Regions from separate parts of the Pan troglodytes genome. Here regions 1 and 2 are each linked to region 3. Evidence: chromatin contacts called from public HiChIP or PLAC-seq data. All regions are on one chromosome and are shown on one strand. The core of a region is the stretch at or near the end of the contact, and the rest is flanking DNA. Distances in the headings are between cores, read along the strand shown. Region 1 holds the start of CLPP (caseinolytic mitochondrial matrix peptidase proteolytic subunit). Region 2 holds the start of KHSRP (KH-type splicing regulatory protein). Region 3 holds the start of TRIP10 (thyroid hormone receptor interactor 10).

The links. HiChIP or PLAC-seq counts read pairs in DNA pulled down with a chosen protein or histone mark.
Region 1: an H3K4me3 HiChIP or PLAC-seq map of stem cell-derived excitatory neurons shows a contact between it and region 3, with 5 times the contacts expected there. The contact joins the promoter of CLPP here to the promoter of TRIP10 in region 3. A contact is called at or near these places in 1 of 7 Hi-C or Micro-C datasets (stem cell-derived neural progenitor cells) and 1 of 1 datasets of contacts at active chromatin or transcription factors (stem cell-derived excitatory neurons).
Region 2: an H3K4me3 HiChIP or PLAC-seq map of stem cell-derived excitatory neurons shows a contact between it and region 3, with 6 times the contacts expected there. The contact joins the promoter of KHSRP here to the promoter of TRIP10 in region 3. A contact is called at or near these places in 1 of 7 Hi-C or Micro-C datasets (stem cell-derived neural progenitor cells) and 1 of 1 datasets of contacts at active chromatin or transcription factors (stem cell-derived excitatory neurons).

The regions. Positions count from the first base shown.
Region 1 is chr20:8,720,906-8,724,765 of NHGRI_mPanTro3-v2.0_pri, reverse strand. It overlaps CLPP (caseinolytic mitochondrial matrix peptidase proteolytic subunit), which reads right to left and starts at 1,374. Exons shown (of 6, transcript XM_512312.5): 1 at 1,052-1,374; 2 at 883-954; 3 at 281-377. The coding sequence starts at 1,249.
Region 2 is chr20:8,785,148-8,789,041 of NHGRI_mPanTro3-v2.0_pri, reverse strand. KHSRP (KH-type splicing regulatory protein) reads left to right here and starts at 2,185. Exons shown (of 19, transcript XM_024351124.3): 1 at 2,185-2,558. The coding sequence starts at 2,310. SLC25A41 (solute carrier family 25 member 41) reads left to right here. Exons shown (of 7, transcript XM_009434473.2): 7 at 453-978. The coding sequence ends at 625.
Region 3 is chr20:9,105,201-9,108,674 of NHGRI_mPanTro3-v2.0_pri, reverse strand. TRIP10 (thyroid hormone receptor interactor 10) reads right to left here and starts at 1,394. Exons shown (of 14, transcript XM_063801082.1): 1 at 1,295-1,394; 2 at 1-70. The coding sequence starts at 1,318. GPR108 (G protein-coupled receptor 108) reads left to right here and starts at 3,463. Exons shown (of 17, transcript XM_054673265.2): 1 at 3,463-3,474.

The DNA of each region.
Region 1 (3,860 bases), core at 125-2,624, 380 kb after region 3:
AGCCACTGTGCCTGGCCTAAAATCTACCAATTTTTAAATGTCAGCCGGGTCAGGTTGGCAGAACAGTATGTGCAGGATCAAAGAGGCCACATCCTGACTTGTGAACCGAGGCTCAAAAGCCAGCAACAGGCACCTTTTGGTGGTTTAAAGCCACTTCTGGAACTCTGACGCTCTGCACCCTTTCTCAGAGAGAGAACATCCCTGACCCGGGATTCTGGTCCCCTGAGTCACCCGTGTGCCCTGACGAGTGCCCCTGGCACCCAGGAAAGACCCTGCTCACCAGGGCTGTTGATGTACATGTGGATGGGCTTCTTGTTGCTCTCGGATTGCAGGAAGAGGAGCTGTGCGATAACAAGGCTGGCAACGCTGTCATCGATCTGCAGGTGGAGAGGGCAGGGGTGTCCCCAGATTCGGGGTAGGGAGAGAGTTTTAAGGGAGGCTGGGGATGGGTCAGGAAACCAGGAAGGGGGACCAGAGCCCAAAGTAAAAGGGATGGGGAAGAATTTAGGCCCCAGAAGGGGATGGGGAGAGAGTAGTGGAGAGGACCCAGGGAGTTTGGAGCACAGGAAGGGGGTAGTCAGGGGGCTAGGGACACAGGAAAGGAAGGGGTGAGAATGGCTGGGGAGAGTCTTGAGCGTAGGAATGAGGGGAGCGGTGCCAGGTGTCAGGAAGGCAGTCGGAGATTAAGAGCCGAGGAGCAGAGAAGGGGTGAGGAGCGGGTGGGGGGACCGGGAGCCAGGAGGGGAGTCAGAAGGGGAGGGAAGGGGGTTAGAAGGGGAGCGGAGCCTGAGGGAAAGTCTGGGGCCAGGGAAGGAGGGGCGCAGGGAGTGTCGGCAGGCGCTTGGGAGAGTCCTGGGGAGGGTCCCGGCGCGGGGCGCTCACCGGGCCCATGACGCACACGATGCGCTCCCGCAGCAGCCGCGAGTAGATGTCATAGGCGCGCTCGCCGCGACCCTGGGGGTAGAAAGATGGAGATGAGGGGTCGGGGGCAGCCAGCCGATCCCCACCCAGCCCAGAGCCCCCGAACCGTGTCCCCGCCCGGCCGCCGTACCGTCTGCTCCACCACGATGGGAATGAGCGGGAGAGCCCGGGCCGCCGTCGCGTGCAGGCACCGCTGCAGGGCCAGGCCGTTCTGGGGTGTCCGCTGCGGCGGCCGCGGCGCTGGAAAGTGAGCGGCGAGGCGAGGCCCCAGCGCGGGGTACCTGCATGACGCCACCCGGGCCCCCCCCACCAATATTCCGGGCCACATCCCTCCGCACGCCCCGGTAGGCTTCCGTCCGATGGCTGAACTACAGCTTCCGGCGTGCTTTGCGCCTGGGAGCTCGCTCGCTAGGCCGCCCACTTCCGGGAGTCTGGGCGGGCGCCATTAAGGGTGGGGCGGGGATAGGGGCGGAGCCTGAAAGGGAGGAGCCAGTGAAGTAAATTGAGTGGGCAGGGCTGGAGAAGTTTTAGAGTCTCCAGTTCGAGTCCCCTTACCGACCAATTCGTCTTCTTTTTTTTTTTTTGAGACGGAGTCTTGCTCTGTCACCCAGGCTGGAGTGCGGTGGCACGATGTTGGGTCACTGCAACCTCTGCCTTCTGGGTTCAAGCCATTCTCCTGGCTCAGCTGCCCCAGTAGCTGGGATTACAGATGCACACCACTGCACCCGGTTAATTTTGTTATTTTTAGTAGAGATGGGGTTTCACCTTGGCCAGGCTGGTCTTGAACTCCTGACCTCGTGATCTTCCCACCTCAGCCTCCCAAAGTACTGGGATTACAGGCGTGAGCCACCGTGCCCGACCTCGTCTTTGTTTTCTACTGTTTCTGCTTTATTTTATTTATTTTTTATTTTTTTGAGACAGAATCTCACTCTGTGGCCCAGGCTGGAGTGCAGTGGCGCCATCCTAGCTCAATGCGGCCTCAAATTTCTGGGCCCAAGCGACCCTCCCTCCCACCTTGCTCTCCAGAGTAGCTGGGACTACAATTGTGCGCTACCACATCTGGCAAACATATATATATATATTGTAGAGATGGGGTCTTACTATGTCGCCCAGGCTGGTCTCAAACTCCTGGCCTCAAGTGATCCTCCCACCTTGGCCTCCCAAAGTGCTGGGACTACAGGCATGAGCCACCACACCCCACTTATTCCTTATTTTAAAAATAGCTGCAGGGCCGGGCACAGTGGCTCACGCCTGTAATCCTAGCACTTTGGGAGGCTGAGGCGGGCGGATCACGAGGTCAGGAGATCGAAACCATCCTGGCTAACACGGTGAAACCGCGTCTCTACTAAAAATACAAAAAATTCGCCGGGCGAGGTGACGGGCACCTGTAGTCCCAGCTACTCAGGAGACTGAGGCAGGAGAATGGTGTGAACCTGGGAGGTGGAGCTTGCAGTGAGCTGAGATGGCGCCTCTGCACTCCAGCCTGGGCGACAGAGCCAGACACCGTCTCAAAAAAAAAAAAAAAAAAAAAGCTGCAGTGTTCCCGCAGCTCATCTTGGAAGAGGGGTCCCAGAGAGGACTTAGCCTGGGTCTTGGCCTTGAAGAGCTTCCAGCCTGGTGTGGCCGACTTCTACTGAGACCTCCTCATTCATTTTTTGGCCACCTGTGGAGTAGAGTGTGGGAGCCCAGAGAAGGGTGTTGTGGATTCTGCCTGGAGATCAGACCGGAAAGCATTCCTAGGAGAAGCAGGTATTGGAATTGGGCTTTGCAGGATAAGTAGCAGTTTGTTAGCTGGGGAAAGGCATTTCCAGCAGAGGAAAAAGAATGGGCAAAATGGTGGAAGTAGGAAGATTGCTGGTAATGTTGGGACTTCTCTTTTTTGCCACACCTTCTCAAGCCAGATTCTTTTTCATCATTCAGTTCAATGTCACTATCTAAGAAGTGCCCACTGCTTCATCCCCAAAGTCTAGAATAGTGCTTGACACACAGTAGGTGCTCATTAAATACACATTGAACCAAGAGATGAAGAGGTGATAAAGGAGGTAGGTAGAGGGCTTTGGAGGCATCTGCAGAGTGGGGATAATGATAACCTACCTCCTAGGTTTGTGCAGAAAGTCCTCAGAAAGGGTCCAAAAATGTGTAAAAAGTGCTCAGTTTGAATGATTTATTGCTGTGTTAGATCAGGGACCATGGAAGTCTGAGAAGTCTTCAGGTCCTCCCACATGGGGGTCTACTTGAAGTGTTTTTTTCTTTTTTTTCCCGGGGCAGTCCTTCGAATCACAGCAAATTCAGGCGAGGTGTTGTGGTGGCTCATGCCTGCAATCCCAGCACTTTGGGAGCCCAAGACATGTGGATCACCTAAGGACAGGGGTTCGAGACCAGCCTGACCAACACAGTGAAACTCCGTCTCTATTAAAAATACAAAATTATCTCGGCATGGTGGTGAATGCCTGTAATCCCAGCTACTTGGGAGGCTGAGTCAGGAGAATCACATGAACCCAGGAGGCAGAGGTTGCAGAGAGCCGAGATCACACTGCTGTACTCCAGCCTGGGCAACAAGAGCAAAACTCTATCTCAAAACAAAAAACAAAAAACAAAAAAAAAACAGCAGATTCAGAGAGACTCCTGAAGTGGATTTTGATGTATAAGAAGTTTACCAAGCAGTAAGCGGTAGACTCTTTTTTTGTTTTGAGTCAGTGTCTCGCTCTGTCACCCAGGCTGGAGCACAGTGGTGCGATCAGAGCTCACTGCAGCCTTGAACCTCTGGGCTCAAGCTATCCTCTCACCTCAGCCTCCCAAGTAGCTAGGACTAGAGGTGCATGTCACCACATCTGGCTAATTTTAAAATTTTTTGTAGAGACAGGGTCTCCCTATGTTGCCCAGGCTGGTCTTGAACTCCTGGACTTAAGTGATCCTCCTGCCTCAGCCTTCCAAACTGC
Region 2 (3,894 bases), core at 936-3,435, 320 kb after region 3:
CACCCTCTGTGTCTGATCCCAGCCCACTTTTGATAACTTTCGAGACTGCGTCTCAAAAATATATACATATAAATTAGCCAGGCATGGTAGTATGGACCTGTGGTCCCAGCTACTTGGGAGGCTGAGGCTGGAGGATCCCTTGAGCTCTGGAGGTCGAGGCTGCAGTGAGCTATGATCGTGCCTCCGCACTCCAGCCTGCGCAACAGAGAGAGACCCTATCTCCACTCCCACCCCTCAAGAAAATTTCCTAAAATTAATCCTGATAACTCCTACTCAGAAACTCCCCCACTCCTCCTCAAACTGACCAATTTCCTCTAAGACTCTTCAAAACTCTTTTCCTACTGACCCCTGGGGCCCCTACCCGTGGCTTCAGCACCTGTCCGCAACATTCCAGACTCCTAGGAGGCCCAGTCATCTCTGGCCTAGTCCTGATCTTGCCTGTGTCCCTGCAGATACCGTGGAGGGCTCAAATCCCACCATGCGCGGAGTCCTCCAGCGGATCCTGGCCCAGCAGGGCTGGCTAGGGCTGTACCGAGGCATGACCCCCACGCTACTGAAGGTCTTACCAGCAGGTGGCATCAGCTATGTGGTGTACGAAGCCATGAAGAAAACCCTGGGCATATAGGCTGTGAGCTGGACGACACAGCCTAGGCAGAAATGGGACAGGAGGACCTGATGACCCCTGGCCCCAAAGAGCCCTCGAGGCCTCAAGGTTCAGGCCCTGGGGCAGTTTTTGGTGGCAAAAGCAGGCTGGGGGTGGGGGTGGGGCTCTGGGTCAGAAGATTCCTGAAGCTGGGGTTGGTGGTGGGCGGAGGGGGGGCAGTGCTGGGTCAGAAGACTCCTGGGACTCCCTCCCCAGGGTGCAGCCTGAGACAAGAAACGTGGACTCCAGTCTGGCCCCTTGTAGGTCGTCCTGGCTCCAGGGCGAAATGGTGAACATGTCACACAACAAGGAATAAAGAGATGGTTTTTGCTGAACGTGTCTGGATACTTGGGCCTAGGAGTGGAACTGGGTGCATGAGATCCCTGGACCCAGTAGGGGAGCTGGGGACCTTGGGCCTCTGGGTCCTGAATGGGAATTTGTGTCCAGGAGAGGAAGTGAGGACCTAGGATAGGAGCTTGAGGCTTGGATCCCAGGGCCTTAGGCGAAGGGAGTGAGGGGTGTCAAGTGAGGGGTGTGATCGAGGCTATGATCCCTCGATCCCGGTTGTTGGAACGGTTCTGGACTCGTGAGTGGGGCTGGTTCCTTGAGTCCTGCAAGAGAACTGGACGCTCTAGATGGGGGGTCGAGAGAGAAGGCCCGGGGGATCCCGAGTTTCCTGCTTTCCGGCCTCCCCACCTCCGGAAGCGCTCGATCTCTAAGTCTTCAAGCGGGCCACGTGCCGGGCATACCCAACCAGGCTGCCGGTGAGCTAACCCAGACATCAGGCCTGAGTTCGGGCAGCCGATTGCCACCGCCCACGTCGGCTGCCATTCACTACAGTTCCCGCTAATCCCCTCGCTGTCTGGTGGCCGACTCCGCCCCAATGCAGCGGCGCTTCCACTGGCTCCCACCAAAACTGGGCGCTTTGATTTCCTTCATTCCCATTTGTCCAGACCAGTGTCAGTCACCGAACACCCACCCATGTCGCTCAGCCATTGGCTTAGAAGTCAGGGATAGAAAAGGATTCTGGTTAACAAGGGAAGCAATTAAAGTCCAAAGCCAACCTCATCACCCAGAACTCGTCAGGGATTGGATTAATTGACTGCCCATCTTTACAAGCACCACCTCTTACGTGCATTCATTGGCTTGTGTCCACGACGATCAAACCTAACGCCCACCCAGCCGGTCCATAGGAGTCTTCCACTAGGCCCGGCCTTACAGTCCACGTGACTCTTCAGAACCGTCAATCTAATTCTGAAGCCGCCCCGCGAATCTGGCACTCGCGTTTCATTGGGCCTCCTGCCTTCTCAGATCTCCTTCATTTGCCCGCCCAGACGGGAAGCTCGCAGCTATTGCCTCTGAGAGCTGTCAGTCACTCTGAGCCTCCCGCCCACTGCCCCTCATTGCACTCCGATTGGCCACCTCCTACAGAGCTCGCGATTGGTGTCCGGGGTGCGGCGGCTGCCTCCCATTGGCCCGCCGGAGTCGTCCGTCACGTCGGCGGCGGGAGGGGCGACTCCCTCCCCCCTCGTCGTCCTCCCAGCGGCTGGGTTCCCAGAGTGCTCCGCGGCCGTGTGGAGCGAGGCCTTGTTCCCGCGTTGAGCCGCCGCCGCCGCCGCCGCCTCCTCAGCTTCAGCCTCCGCGCCAGGCCCGGCCCCGCCGCGCCATGTCGGACTACAGCACGGGAGGACCCCCGCCCGGGCCACCGCCGCCCGCCGGCGGGGGCGGGGGAGCCGGAGGCGCCGGGGGAGGCCCTCCGCCGGGCCCGCCAGGCGCGGGGGACCGGGGCGGCGGCGGTCCCGGCGGCGGCGGCCCGGGCGGGGGGTCGGCCGGGGGCCCCTCTCAGCCACCCGGCGGAGGCGGCCCGGGAATCCGCAAGGACGCCTTCGCCGACGCCGTGCAGCGGGCCCGCCAGGTGAGGAGGCCGAGGGCCTGAGGGGCGCGCTCGCGCGCGCGCGCAGGCGGGGGAGGGGGCGGGGGTCACGTGCGCGCGCGCGCGCAGGGTCGCGGAGGGGGGCCGGGGCCGTCGCGGGGTCACGTGGGCGGTAGGCGGGGGCCTGGCCCTCCCGCTGCGCCTCGAGTGGGATCCCAGCGGGTGACCCCCCTGCAGGGGGTAGGGGCGCACCGGGGGTCACCAGGAGCGGCGCCTGGGTGTGCAGGCGCCCCGGAGCTCGGAGACGCACTTTTGGGACCCCCTTAGCCCCCCGCCTTAGGACATTCCTGGAGGCAGGGGTCCACCTTCCCGGGCGGAGGGCCTTTACTCTCTTCTCCGTATCAGGGCAAAGGGCAGTGTTTGCCCCCAACCCCGTCCCATTTCTGTCCCCTCTCTAGGAGAAAGGGACATTGTGGGGGTGGGAGAGACAGTCCTTCCTCTTCAGTCGGGAAAGTGGATGGGGACCTGTCCAGGGCTGAGCACTTGGGCGAAATGGGGAAGACGAGCGTGGGGACTGGCTCTTGGATGCTTTGGTGGCTTGAAAGCGTGGTCTGTCTCTTTGGGGGAAAGAAGGGAGGGTCTCCCACCACCGTGTATTGAGGCGTAATGACAAGGAAGTGTCACATGCTGCTAGGACTGACCTCTCCAGCTCCATTTGCAGCCTCCCCATTGCCTGGAGGGGTGGGGGTCGGTAGAATGGGAGGATTTTGTCGCCGACCGGCTCCTGGGCTGTCCCAATGCCTCCGGGGCTAGAGGCTGGCTCCTCCCAAGGTGGGAGGTCCCGTTAAGTGAACGCCGGTATTCTGGCCCTCTGTCGTCTCTCTCACCCTTGGAGTTGGGTGGGTTCTAGCGTGCATTTGGTCTTATTGCCCATGGAACCGTCTTGATTCTGGGGCAGCTTGAAGGGAGGAAGCTGGTGCTGTCAGTTGGTGGGGACAGGCCCCCTGTGGGCATCCCATGAGTTTTGGCTCTAGAGCAGCGTAGAAAAATGGAGACTGGTGGAAAGGGAGATTCTTAACATGGTTTGGGTTTCTAAACCCCAGACTCTGATCCTAAGTTTGCTGGGTTGAGGTTTCTTTAAAGTTGCTCTTCACGTGTCTGAGATGTAACTTGTGTCCCATAGAGTCTTGGTTTTTTGTTTGTTTGTTTGTTTGTTTTTTGGAAACAGTCTCACTATCACCCAGGCAGGGGTGCAGTGGCACGATCTCAGCTCACCACAGCCTCCACCTCTCCAGTTGAAGTGCTCCTCCTGCCTCAGCCTCCCGAGTAGCTGGGATTATAAGTGTGCACCACCACACCCAGCTAATTTTTGTATTTT
Region 3 (3,474 bases), core at 145-2,644:
CGAACTTTACATATCTGTCCAACAGGTCCAGCCCCCACTGCGTGTGGCGCTCGAGCACCTCGAACTGATCCTGACATGGGACATGGTGGGGGAGGAGGGGAGAGGGGCCGGGGTCACGATTTTGGGACCCCACAGCCCGCCGACCAGACTCCCAGGGAGGGCCAAGGCTCTGCGCTCCTAGAAGGAGTGGCTTCCCGGCGCCGCCCCGGCGTGGCGCGGGGGGAGGCAGGAAACTGGCGGGAACCCCCTCCCCTTCCCGGGAAGGGCCGGAGAACAGCGCCCAGGCCCCAGCCACCCCGGCCGGGAGATGGAGGTCTCCGTCATAGGACCTCCAAGAGGGGCGTGGAAGGGGACAGGGCCACTCCCCCAGCTCGGGCTCCCCTAATCCCCCCGGATTCCGGAAAATCCGGCCGGCCCGGCGTGAGTCAAGGCCAGAGGGGCAGGGTTCCTGGCAGATTGGGGGCCCCTGAGTGGCCAGGGGGCAGGCACCAGGTTCCCTGAATCTCCCTGCTTCCAGGGATCCCCCGATGGGTGACTCAATTTACCCCACTGACCCCACTACACATCCAAAAGAAATCGCAGAATTGGAGGAGGGGGTGGCAGTCTGGTTACCCCCGCTGCACTAAGAACTCAGGGATTCCACCGCCCCCAGGAAGGGGAGGGGTCAGAGGTCCGGCTAGGATAGGGGGAAATTTCTGGGGCTTCCAGGGCTGAGGTTATAGGCGACCAGGGGGCGGTCCCGCCCTGGGCCTGGGGTGAGCAGGGGGAAGCCAGGGAGGGGGATCAGGCCGAGCTTAGCATCCCCCTTCCCCTCCATGAGCGTCCCCAGCCCCTAGGTGTTGATTAAAGGCGAGGGAAAGGGCGGTCAGGACTTCTAGGTCCCACGTGGGTGGGGATGAGGGTGACCAGAGGGTCCCCTCCCCCCTCCTAGCCGGACAGGCGGACGACGGGCAGGGACCCAGGGGCCGTAAGATAAGCCGCCTGCCCGGCCAGGGCGCCCAAAATAGGTGACCTCTCTCAGCCGCCCCGGCCTGGCCCCAGGATTCCTCCTGCCCGCCTCATTCTCAACCCTGTGCCTCAGTTTCCCCACTCCGGTCCGGCAAAGTCGCCCTTCGCCCCTGAGCGTGCTGAGACTCCCAGATAAACTTCGAGAGAGAGCGGAGGGTGGAGGGCGGGGACCCAAGGGTCGGTGGAAGGGAAAGGCGCGGAGCCCCCTCTAAGATACATTGGGGACAAAAGGGGGGTGCCTGGACCCCAGCAAAGGGGAACTTAGAGGCGGGCCGATTGGACTTACCCACAGCTCAGTGCCCCAATCCATGCTGCTCCCGCCGCCGCCGCCGCCGCCGCAGCCACCACCGCACCCGGTCCCCGCCGCCCGCCGCCCGCCGCCCTCCGCCCTCCCCGGGGAGACTCAGCCGAGGGCGGTGCGCCTGGCCCCGCCCCGCCCCGCCCGGCCCCGCCCACCCCAGACTCTTCCACGCCCCCCTGCACGCTCTGCCACGCCCCCACCCGCGCGGAGCCCAAGCCCTGCGATTCGGGGGCGGGGCCCAACGGACGCTCCGCCCCCTTTTAAACCAACGTTGCCACTCGACGCCGCTGGACCGACCCCTTAAAGAACCCCCACCCATTTTTTCCAAATCCCCGGGGTCCCTCTCGTCCTCTCATCTTCCTTCCCCGCTCCAAACGGTTCTTCCTATCTCCTTTTCCCCTTTCCCCGCAATTATTCCTTAAAGGGCCAAGACACTAAAACCCCAAACTCAAGAAGTCCTTCCTCAACCCCATTGCAGGGGCAACCTGAGGTCACCCCGTTCTTGCGAGCCGGCCCGGCTCCAGGCGTCTAGGTTCGTCCCACTAATGGTCTGGTCCCTCCGGCCACAGGGCGGATGAGAGGGCTTCGATCCAACCCAGGACGCGCCTTCGCCAAGGCCGGGTCCATTAACTCCCGCACCGCATCCTGCCTTCCCTCCCCCAGAGTCTCCGCTGGGAAACTGAGGACAGGCCGTCCTTGGGGCGCCAGGCCCAGGCCCTTCCCCAGCTGCCTTCCAGTTCGCGCCTGCATCTGCCCATTTTCCAGTTTAACCTGGTTTCATTCTCAGTACTGCCCCTGAGATTCCGATTCCGCCACTCCCCCAGACATCTGGGCCATCTGGGCCCTGGAGAAGGGAAGTCTGTCACCTCTCCCATAAAAGTCTGTTCACACCTTGTAAATCCCTTTGAGGTGCTGGAATGAAAGAGGAGAGGAGGCACTGGGGATTCCCACTCCCATTCTCTCCGGGCTTTGGCGCTTTCTCTGCAGCCTCAGACAAGGCTGGGCGTCTTGCAGGGGGGCCCTTGGGTATACGTTCCCCTTACACAGAGCACCCAGGCTCCCAGAACAGAGAGATACGGCTGAGCCCAGGAGGAGAGCCTTGGGAGCCCACACTGGGACTGATGTCTCTGCTGAGACCTGGCCCCACCTGCTGGTGGCTTCTGAGCTAGAAAATGTCTGATTGCAGTTGGGCAATTGAACCCAGTGAGTTCTGTGGCTAGTCTCAAATGGGGGCTCAGCCTAGCAAAGTTCTGAGTTCACCTCTGCTCAGAGACTCAAACTGGAATTGGGGTTCAGTCCAGGTCAGCACCACCGTGGGGATAGGGGATAGAGGCCAGAGGCTTAACCAGAAGGATTAGCAACCCGGTAAGGGGTCAGGTCCAATCTGGAGTCAGGGCTAGTCCAGATCGGTGGCCTAAACCAGAGATTAAGCCTCAGTGTGTGGTGTGGGGGACGAGGGGGTGTCAGAGTTTCAGGCTGAAGTTAGGACTCAACTTGCAGAGAGGGAGTTCACCTGGGGTCAGAGTTCAGCCCGGAGTCCAGTCTAGCCTGGAATCTGGGGGTGTGGCTCCAATTGCCTCACTCTGGAATAAAAGGCTTAGCCTAAGGCTGGGGTCTCAGCCTGGGGTCTTAGGTCATCCTAGGGTCAAACTTTAACCTGAGGCCAGCTTTAGGCCTCTCTGTGGACCAGGAAGATTAGGAAAACAGGTCAGGCCTGAACAGATGCGTGTGTTTACCAAAAGCCTCAGCTCTGGCTGGTAGCCACATCCCTGGGGCAAGAAGAGGAAGTCCGTCCTTGGGGATACTGGGAAAGGTAGTTTATTTAATGCTTTGTGGCCCTTGTCTGCTCCCGCTGCATTCTGGGTAATGTAGTCCCTGACCGTTAAGAGTGGGTGGAGAAATTCCGCTTCAAGGTCCATGACAATTGGTTAGATAAACTGCTCATTAAATCACATCCGGACAATCTTTATAGCGATTGGTGACAGTGAGCTGGGGGTTAAGCGTTATCGGCTCTCCCATTCGGAACCGATGCTGTCCGTCGGTGACGCAAGGAGGCGGGCTTGCGGAGAGGCAATTGCTGATTGGTTGGCGGACTGGAAACTCCGAAAGGCCGGGCCCCGCCGTGCGGCGATTGGCTCATCGGTGGGCGGGCTTGGGCGCCAGAG